Linked DNA regions of Mus musculus: all the other regions are linked to region 3. Evidence: chromatin contacts called from public promoter capture Hi-C data. All regions are on one chromosome and are shown on one strand. The core of a region is the stretch at or near the end of the contact, and the rest is flanking DNA. Distances in the headings are between cores, read along the strand shown. Region 1 holds the start of Slc41a1 (solute carrier family 41, member 1). Region 2 holds the start of Rab29 (RAB29, member RAS oncogene family). Region 3 holds the start of Adipor1 (adiponectin receptor 1).

Region 1 (3,343 bases), core at 407-2,906, 2.6 Mb before region 3:
GTTCAGTTTACTTCGACTAAAAAGAAAAACTTTTCAAGTAGATAAAGAGTATGGGGGTGGAAATAAGAGAAGGACAAAGATTTTGTTTTTAAGTTGCTATTGGATGAAAGTTTTTGGCCTTGAGGCAGAGTCTCAACTGTATAACTCTAACTATGAGGCACTGTCTCTTGGTAGACCCAGACGACCTCATATTTGTAGAGTCTCCTGCTTCTGTCTCCCAAGGGCTAAGACTGCCAACACTCAGGCAGCCATATAATCAGTCTTAGTTTTCCTCTCAATCTATACTCATTGTGCACAAAAACTGGTCCTTCTGGCGAAGACCTAGTGTTGCCCAATCTAGGAGTAACTTCCATATCCAAACATAGACTTGGCTGTGAAACCAAAATTGGAGTTCAACTACAGTGACATTTGCTGGGCCCTTAAAAAATATAGACCTTTGATATCCTAGCAGCGGAGCTGAGCCCGGGGTTGCTGGATTAGCAGGTGGGGACAGGTTTTTGTGGCTACATTTGTTATCATTGTCCAAAGGAATGGCCCTCTCCAGTTGCTGTTGAGCATGTGTGCTCAGTAGCCAGCACTCTTTTTCTCTCCTATATACATCCTATCCTTATTCAACGGTCTAGAGAAATGCTCAATTGCCCCAAGGAACCTTTCTAGGGAAGAAAGTGACAGGAAAGGAACCTCTGGTCATAGGCTCTATGGTCTAGAAAAATGCTCAGTTGCCCCAAGGAACATTTCTAGGGAAGAAGGTGACAGGAAAGGAACCTCTGGTTATAGACTCTACCGATGAAGGGGGAAAGGCTGGAAATGGGAGTTCCTTTATAGGGAGGTCACATCCCCTTCACAAAAACAACCCAAAGAGAACTAACTGGTACTGATTTTGGATTGATGAAGTGAAGACACCCCAGGGAGGAAGTGGCAAAAGCGAGGATGAAAACACTTTGATTCCACAAGGTGCGTCAGGGAAAGTTGGCGTTCATTTCGCCCGGGATGGAGACTTCTCTCCCACGGGGCCACGATTGGGTCAAAGGAAACCCCCGCTCCCCTCCGCCCTTACCTCATTGGTGTGTGTAGCCCCAGCCATGAGTCTACCAAATTTTCCCTCCAGTCTGCCCATCCCCACCCCTATCAAGGCTGGAACTTTATTAAGGCAGATTAAGGTTCGGTCAGTCGCCCAGAGGAACAAGGAACCTGGAAGGAGAGATGAGGAGCCTGATGAATAGGAACTGTGCCCAGGAAGAAGGTAGGGACTGGGCGTGGAGAAGGAACACGCGATGGCTGCTGCGGCCCGGGCGATCGCCAGCTGGCCGGCTCAAAGGGGTGGTTTCGGGTCTTCTGGAAGGCCCAGAGGCTCACTAGAGATAGTCAAGATTCAGGAGTACATGCGTAGCAGAACGCTCGCCTTGAGAGGCCGTGGGAACTCAGGAGCGCAGCACCCGCCCGCGCTTGAGCACCGCGAGCCCACAACACCCTCCAATTCTGAGTTCCCGTCACTCTGCTGCGTTTTCCCCCTCACCCCGCCCCCAGCTCAAGAAACGCCGGGGAAATGGGCGGGGCCTGGGCGGGGCCCGCCCCTTTTCCTGCTCTGATTGGCTGATGCAGTTGTCCATCCTGACTCTATTCTTGATGGAGGGGGGTTACCACCCGCTCTGCCCCAGATCACGTTTGCCACCCACAGCCAAACACTCTTGTCCAAGTCCGCGGGCAAGAGGCGATTGGGGACGAGCGAGCTCGGCATCTCAGGCCCAGTCCGGTCCACACCAGCCCGAGGCGGAATATCCTGATCGCCCCCCACCAGGCCACCTCCCCTCGTGGAATCGGAGCGGCGGCCTCACAGGAAGGCAGAAGCGAAATGTAGCGAGCCGGGTGTCGCGGTTGGACGCTCGCCTTGCCTGGGGGTGTAGCGGGGAACACGCGGGGGCTCGAGGAGGACGGCTGAGGGGGAGGAGTGATGAGAAGAGGGGGTACCCTACATCCCCCAATTCCGCGGGCCCCTGCTACCACTCTCCAGGCGCCCTTTCTCCCCAGCAAGGCGCAGGTCAGTGTTGTTGGGTCTGGGAGGGAGGGAGACGAGGGCGGGGGACTCCAGGACGCAGTGCTTTTGCAGTCTTGAGTTGCCGGGAGTCGGCGGAAATCAACTAGGCACTCCTCCTCCCCACCCCTGTAGTTGGGGATACCTAAACCGGGCTTTTTTGTCCATCCCCGCTTGGAAAGGAGACGCGGCTTCCTAGAGCCTGAGGCCCATCGGTAGTGGCTTTACTGCTGATGTAGTTGAGAGACTGGCCTGCTCCCCTTGCTAGCCCCCTTCCAGGTCAAAGTGGCCTGCCAGAAAGACGGGAGGGAGGGGGCAGTCAGGTTTTAGCGAAGGAACTCAGAAACTTTGCTGGCTCGGGGGCGGTGGACTCAGACTGAGTGTTTCCTCTTGGCTGACTAGTGAGGATCTTTGAAAACAACGGTGCTGTGTTAAGGTGGCTTGGCTGGTGACCGAGTTAGTGGAAGACTCATAACTTGGGCCCTAGAGTTTGATTCTGCCTTAACCAAACTGGAGTTGACTAATTGTGAGTGTTTGGAATACTAACAGCCTGTTCATCATACCTGCAAAACCCTCTGGATTTTTTTTTTTTTTTTTTTTTACTATTGAGAGCCATGCTGGTGAAATGCAACAAGTTGGTGGCAATTCGTGGGGATTCCTTTAAGCTAAGAAAAGCAGGGCAGGCAAAGACAGACATGATTTGGGAGTAAATGCATATTAGCTTGTGACACTTGGATTTGCCTGACTTTGTTTTTCTTTCCTCTTTCTACACCTTTTACCGATGATATTTTTGTTTTTAAGAGTTACACCATGTCTGGCTGTCAGTAACCCGAGAGGAAAGGGGGAAGGCCAGGCAACCAAAAATGTAGGAATAAACAGTAGCTTCACCCTCTGTCTCTTCAATCTAGTTAACTGCCGGGTCCTATCTGACAGGCTCACAGGATCTAGCATAGAGAGAAGTGTAAATGCAGCCTGGACCAGGGTTTAGCCTGTGGTTTCTGTAACACTCGACTTTCAAGGGCAAGAGTAAGAAGGAGGCCTCTGGTTCTTGGCCTTGGTCTTGGCCGGCTTGCCCTGCCCCGGTTGCCTGGGGAGTTCTCCTGGCTTCCTCTCCCATCCCAGCAGGGGGCTAGGACAATTAGAGGTCTAGGGATGCTCCCCTCAATGACCAGCCTCTCTGTTTGCCCTGTCTTGCTGTTGCTGTCTTGTAATAAGTCACTCAAGAAGAGTGAATGCGTAGGGAGTTTGCATCTGAATCTGTAACTTTACTGATAAGGGACTATACTTAAGTAATACTGAGTTCTTATCAAG
Region 2 (3,059 bases), core at 131-2,630, 2.5 Mb before region 3:
CCCCAAATGTGTACGAGCTTGCGCACATGAGCACACACACAAAGCTGCATACTGTGTGCATGCATTCCAGTGGAGGGAGTAGAAGCAGAAACAGAAGCAAATGGATCTGGAGCTCAAAGCCAGCCTGGGCTACATAGACTCTGTCGAAAGGAAAAAAGAAAGAAGAGAAGGAGAAGGAGGAGGGAGAGGAGGAGGAGGAGGGCTGGAGATGTAGCTCCGATGGTAGAGGACTTGCCTAGCATGCCTGGATTTACTCTCCAAAACTACAAAACTGGATGTTGTTACAATTGAACCACAAGTTCTATGGTCTACTGTCAGAAGTTGACACCAACTTAGGCTACAGAAAATCCTCTCTCAAACAAAAAACAAACAAACAAACAAACAAACAACAACAAAACAGCCAAAAGGGGAAAAAAGTGAAGCTTATTCTACTAGCCACAATTTCTAGCTAAAGGACAGGCAGGACAGAAAAATTACAGGTAGGAAAAGTAAAAATATTTGCCAATCATTTTATGAGTATTCAGAATTAATAGCAGCAACAAAAGGAAATGTCCTGGTGCTCAAACGCTATGCGTGGCTGGTGTAAGAAATGTGGAAGTGTCAATGAGGAACTATCTCTTGTTTATTCTGCATTGTTATTGCTATAGCTAGTTATTAAGTGTTGTAACTTTTGACATAGATTTTTTTTAAAAGGTTGATCTTTTGGGTCAAATGTCCCCAAATGTGCCTGTTATTGGTCATATGGAAAATTTGACCTTGTCTTTACAAGGCTCGAGATTTGACTCTGTAGTTAAGACAACAGGAAATGGACTTCACTTGGAACTTGGACATTTATCTTTGTGTTATAAAACCTTTAAAATATGGCTAATAAGAAAGGCCGTCTAGAAATCTTTAAAATGTGATTTTAAGAAAACATCTGGGGGAAAGATTTAGACAGGAGAGATCATGGTCTACGTAGTTCAGGGTGACCCAAAGTTGCTTCCAATCTCTTGTCTTGCTCTGGGGAGAGGAAGTGGTGGGGTTAGGGGTCCTTGAACACACTTGTTGCAGAAGACGATGGATGAACTAGGGTTTTATGATCCTCCTATTTCCATCTCCCCAAGGCCTGGATTGCAAACCTGTGCTTCGACGCCAAACTTTAGAATTGTTTTTAAATAGATTTCTAAATTCTTTAAAGTTTGAAAACCTTAAAACTTTTATGTAAATTTGCTCAAGATAGCTAGGAAACTACATTTCCCAAGAGTGTACGTGGCAAGTCGCCACACTGGTCTGGTCGCTTTACCAAGAGGCACACTGGGAAATGTAGTTCTCCGAGCAGTGGGGCTCACAACGTTTTTGACGGAAGACTGGGAAGTGCGCCGCCAGTGGCAGGACGGGGACCGGACAAGGACTCTGCACAACCTCAATTTTGTGTGTGCGGTCCGAGAAAGGGTCTAAGTCATCTGTACTTCTCTAAGCAAGGTGCTGGCCACGGTTCAATGCTGGCGAGCGACTCGGAGGTCCCTGAAAGGAAGGTGCCAATCGCGGAGGGTCGAGCTGGTACCCGCCCCACCCAGGCTGCGGCCGCGCGGGGAGGAAGCGCGCACAGGCCGAGTGCAAAAGTTTCCTTTTCTGCTTTCCAGTCAGAGAAGCTTCAACCAACCGAGGGTGGAGATGCCTGACTTCAATTGGAAGAGAACCCGGGAGCCAAAGGGGTTGAAATAAGCGACTTCCCGGAAAAACAAACTATCAAAAAACCTCTCCCCACCACTAGCCATGGGCAGCCGAGATCACCTGTTTAAAGTGCTGGTGGTGGGGGACGCCGCCGTTGGCAAGACGTCTCTGGTCCAGCGCTACTCCCAGGACAGCTTCAGCAAGCACTACAAGTCCACCGTGGGAGGTGAGCGGTCACGGGTGACTAGGAGCAGGGGTCGAGGCTCGCAGCCGGTAGCCTCTGGGTACCGAGGTTGCCTCTAAGGGGTCCCCAGCCTACCTACAAAGATAGGGCCAAAGTATACAGGTGAGAGATGGTGAAGGGGTCTGAGCCGGGGACTATTCACCGCAGAGAGCAGAGCCCTCCCGCAGCCATGCGCTGCCCAGAGCAACTTCTCCAGTCAGCAAAGTCAGCTGAGTCCCGGTTCAAGTGCAGGCTGGGGCAGTTACCCTGCTTCCTACCAGCATCCGACGGGTGTTGAGGAAAGAACCCCGTTACCTTAGGAGGAAAGCCCAGGAGCTAAGCAGTCAGAGGTGTGGGGAAGACTGGAGGACAGATTCCGGTCAGGTCTGATGAGCCCTATGGTGTCATTAGTGAACTGAGTGGGAAATGTGAGGAATTCACGAAAGAATGTGAAATACCCTCGAGTGGCCTGTCGTCTTCTCTTGCACTGGGGAAGGCAGGGAGGAAGAGAGAAAGAAGCACTAAAAGTAAATTCATTTCTTTCCCAGTGTGGCCTTTGGACTCTGCTGAACTGTCCACCTGTCGGTCTGTCTACCCCAAACACACAGACACAGACACAGATACACACAGACACACACACACCTCCACCACCACCACAAGGAGAAGGTAGTTAACAAGGTTACAGTAATGTGAAAGAATAAAATTACATTTGTTTTTTTTATTTTGTTTTGTTTGAGACAGGGTTTCTCTGTATAGCCCTGGCTGTCCTGGAACTCACTCTGTAGACCAGGCTGGCCTTGAACTCAGAAATCTGCCTGCCTCTGCCTCCCAAGTGCTGGGATTAAAGGCATGCGCCACCACGCCCAGCACATAAAATTACATTTGTACCAACACAGATTTACATGTGAAAGTTTTTTTATTAACTCTTTTCTTTGAAATGAAAACTTTATAGAATATTTCAAAAACTGTTTCCTGACTACTTTGCCCACCACTCCTAAATACAAGTCCTTATTTCATGGATTTTGGGTTAAAAATGTCCTGTGAATTAATTTTTACCAGTGGACTGTTTTCCGACAGTATGAACATACTGATTCTGGCAAGTTTTGTTTGTTTTTCCCAATGTTTATTATAAATTCTCCCTCGTTTTCACTTCTGTCACAGATGTAGAAGAAAGAATATGTTT
Region 3 (3,097 bases), core at 39-2,538:
CACACCAGAAGAGGGCATTAGATCCAATTAAGATGGTTATGAGCCACCATGTGGGTGGCTGGGAATTGAACTCTGGACCTCTGGAAGAACAGTGGGTGTTCTTAACTGCTGAGCCATCTCTCCAGCCCCAGGTAATATATTAACAATAGCTAGTTGTTATGAAACTCTATCCATTTGCCAGGCATCATGCAGACACTGCCTTAGTCCTGACAGACCTGAAAGTAGCACCTGAAATGTCCTTAGTCCTGACAGACCTGAAAGTAGCATCATTTCCCTTCGTTTTCAAGGTTAAGTAGTGATTTGGAAGGACTCAGTAATGTGTAAAGATCGGCTGGCTTGGGAAGGAAACTGGATCTACAAGAACCCAGAGTCTATGCTTTTAACCAGAACAAAGTTGACTTCACTCTCCTGGGGCATCCATCTAGCATTTGGTCACCTTTTCTTGCATTTAGAGCAGTAACAGCTGTGCATCGTTTTTTGGAGTATAAGAAAATGAACACTCCCAAAATACTATATTGTGTGGTTCAGTTCCGGCAGAGAAGCACACTATATTGTCTTCTAAGATGTGCCCTCTGGGTCACATGGGAACATGGACTGGCACAGAAAATTGTCAAGCTAGGCTTGTTTGAAATAACTTCTCCCTTTCTGATAAATAACAGGAACCAAAAGTTAAATCAGTTGAGTGAATAGATTCATGGTAGTCGTTCCATACATAGCATACCAGAAGAAGAGAGGGAGGGATTTGGAAAATGGATATAGAAATAGTTTCGGAGCTGTATGGTAGCCCACATTTGAAATCCTAGCATTTGAAAGGCTGAGATAGGATGGCCTCGAGTACAAGGCTCACCTGGGTTGCACAATTAAACCCTTTCTCAAACAAAAATAAAAGTGTGGGTTGGCGTTGTTTAATCCTGCCACTAGGGAGGCGAATCTACAGGGCGAATTCGGGACAGCCAGGGCTACACGGAGAATCCGTGTCTTGGAAAAAGGGGGGAAAAAGTGTTTCTGTACTAGAGATATAGTGGCTTGCCTAGAGGTACAATTCCCAGTACTAAGAGAAGGAAAAAAAAAGTGTTTCGGAGCTGAAAAGCGAGGCCGTGGGGTGGGAAACTAAGATTGCCTTCCCAGCTCCCTACTCCCAGCTCCCTACTCCCCTACACGCGCCCGTCGTAGGCCGGGAGAAGAGGCTTTTGCAGTCCGCCAGTGTAGGGCCAAGCTGGGACAGCCAGAGCCAGCGATTGGTCAGATCAGGGGCGGGGCGGGGCGAGCCTGAGCGCGCCCTGATGATTGGCACGCGCAGGAATGCCTGGATCGGAGCGGGTGAGGTAGCGCCGGGAAGGTGACGCGGCTGCGGAGGTGACGCCGTGCGGTCGCGCGGCCCTTCCGGCGCGGGCAGGGCGCTGAGGATCGGGCGCCCCTCGGCCGCAGGCCGCCTCCAGTGCCGCGGGATGTAGCGCCCGGGCCCGCGGCCCCCAGCAGAGGCAGCCAGCCAGGCCGTAAGTGTCCCGGGGGTGGGCGGGGCGCGGGCCCTGCAGGCTCTGGAGGGGACAGCACGGGAGTGGCCCGCCCCTGGATCGTCGCTCACCGCCCGGCCCTCCGAAAGGTCCTCCGTAAACATTTCCGGCCCCTCCCACCGCGCACCGCCTCCGTTCGGGGGGCTGCTCGCCGCCGTCGGGGCCCGGCAGTCCGCGAGTGCTGTCTCCGCAGCCGCGCGGTAGACGGCCGCGTTCCAGCCCTGCTGGCGACCCCCGGAGTTGAGCCTGCGAGTTGGGTGCGGGAACACCGGCCCTGGGTGGCCGGGAACCCTAAGGCCACCACCGCGATCCGCAGGTCAAACGTGACGGGGCTCCCTCCTGGATAGGGTCGGTCGGGAAGTTGATGGAGACTCGACAGGCCTAAGGTACTACTCAACTAGAATGTAAACAAGATGCCGAAGTGTTGGGAAGGGCCAGATTTCATCTCAGAAATCTAGGGTTGATGGATGCTGGTTTGTTTGAGAATTTGAGTCTCGCACTTGCTTTTAAGAAAATAAAGTGGCTCGCCGTCAGTTTCTGGCGGTTCGTAGTTGAAGAAGCTGGACAAATTTCAGTTTACATAGTTTCAGATGTCAGCGGAGCACTAAGAGACCATGGGATCTTCTATAATAATAATCTGATTATTTCCCTCGGGTCTTTAGCAGACAGACCAGAAAACCCAGCAGTTAAGTTGTGTGGTAAATCAAACGAAGATGGCAATAGGTGGTTCTTTGCAGAACCAAAGCCATGTTGGGATGTGCTCACTGCTTTTTTTTTTTTTCCTTTTGATAATGCAGGGCAGGCTGTGATGGTGCAGTCGCAGTTCCTGAGAGTTTATAGCATCAGTCCACTGCCAGGAACTCAGTCAGATAGGATGGCGCTAAGTGGATTGCAATGTCAGGGTTCCCGGCCTGCAGCCACTGCATTTCTTTATTACAGAAGTAGTTTTTGTGTCCATTTTTTGTGAAAGGTCTTTGAGAAGTCAGTCTTCAAAAGCTGGTGTTATTAGTGAAGTATTAGACATTGGTGTGGGCCTTCAAACACTGCACCTACTCCCGCAGGGTAATCTCCGCTGGGGTGTTCACAGTAGCCCAGAAACGACAAGATTTTTGAGAAAGAAGTAAATGAGTGGCTTTACCCGTGTGAAAGATAAATTAAGGAAGCAGCCTTAATTTCATAGCCTCTGCGCCTCCCTCCCCTCACTCCACCCCCCCCCCCTCACGGCAGGAGGAGGGGAGCGGTCAGCACCTTAAAATGAATGGTAGGCTAAGTTGTGTCACTTCAGAGTGACCTCATTTTCTTAAGCTTCCTGATGGAAAGTGCATTATTCGATGCTCTGGGTAGCCATGCTACCATGTAAACCGCTGTTTACACAACTGTACCCCTGGAATGCCCTGCCTCAGATGTCCATGCCTATCAAATCTTAAGATCTACGAAGTTTTGATCATCTCTACTAAAGTGAAGTTTTTCTTCTCAGTTCCTCCAGCACCTGTTAGCTCTTAGCTTCATAATGATGCTATCAGAAAACAAATTATCACCTAGGTGGAAGGGACGCGTACTTTTAATCGTTATCCCAGCACTTG

Evidence for each region. Promoter capture Hi-C pulls out the DNA fragments that hold promoters and counts their contacts.
Region 1: a promoter capture Hi-C map of pre-B cells shows a contact between it and region 3, with 3 times the contacts expected there. The contact joins the promoter of Slc41a1 here to the promoter of Adipor1 in region 3. A contact is called at or near these places in 2 of 39 promoter capture datasets (liver and pre-B cells).
Region 2: a promoter capture Hi-C map of pre-B cells shows a contact between it and region 3, with 5 times the contacts expected there. The contact joins the promoter of Rab29 here to the promoter of Adipor1 in region 3. A contact is called at or near these places in 2 of 39 promoter capture datasets (liver and pre-B cells).

What each region holds. Positions count from the first base shown.
Region 1 is chr1:131,826,356-131,829,698 of GRCm38.p6, forward strand. It overlaps Slc41a1 (solute carrier family 41, member 1), which reads left to right and starts at 1,657. Exons shown (of 11, transcript NM_173865.3): 1 at 1,657-2,038.
Region 2 is chr1:131,865,897-131,868,955 of GRCm38.p6, forward strand. Rab29 (RAB29, member RAS oncogene family) reads left to right here and starts at 1,381. Exons shown (of 6, transcript NM_144875.2): 1 at 1,381-1,514; 2 at 1,623-1,879. The coding sequence starts at 1,756.
Region 3 is chr1:134,414,090-134,417,186 of GRCm38.p6, forward strand. Adipor1 (adiponectin receptor 1) reads left to right here and starts at 1,289. Exons shown (of 8, transcript NM_028320.4): 1 at 1,289-1,496.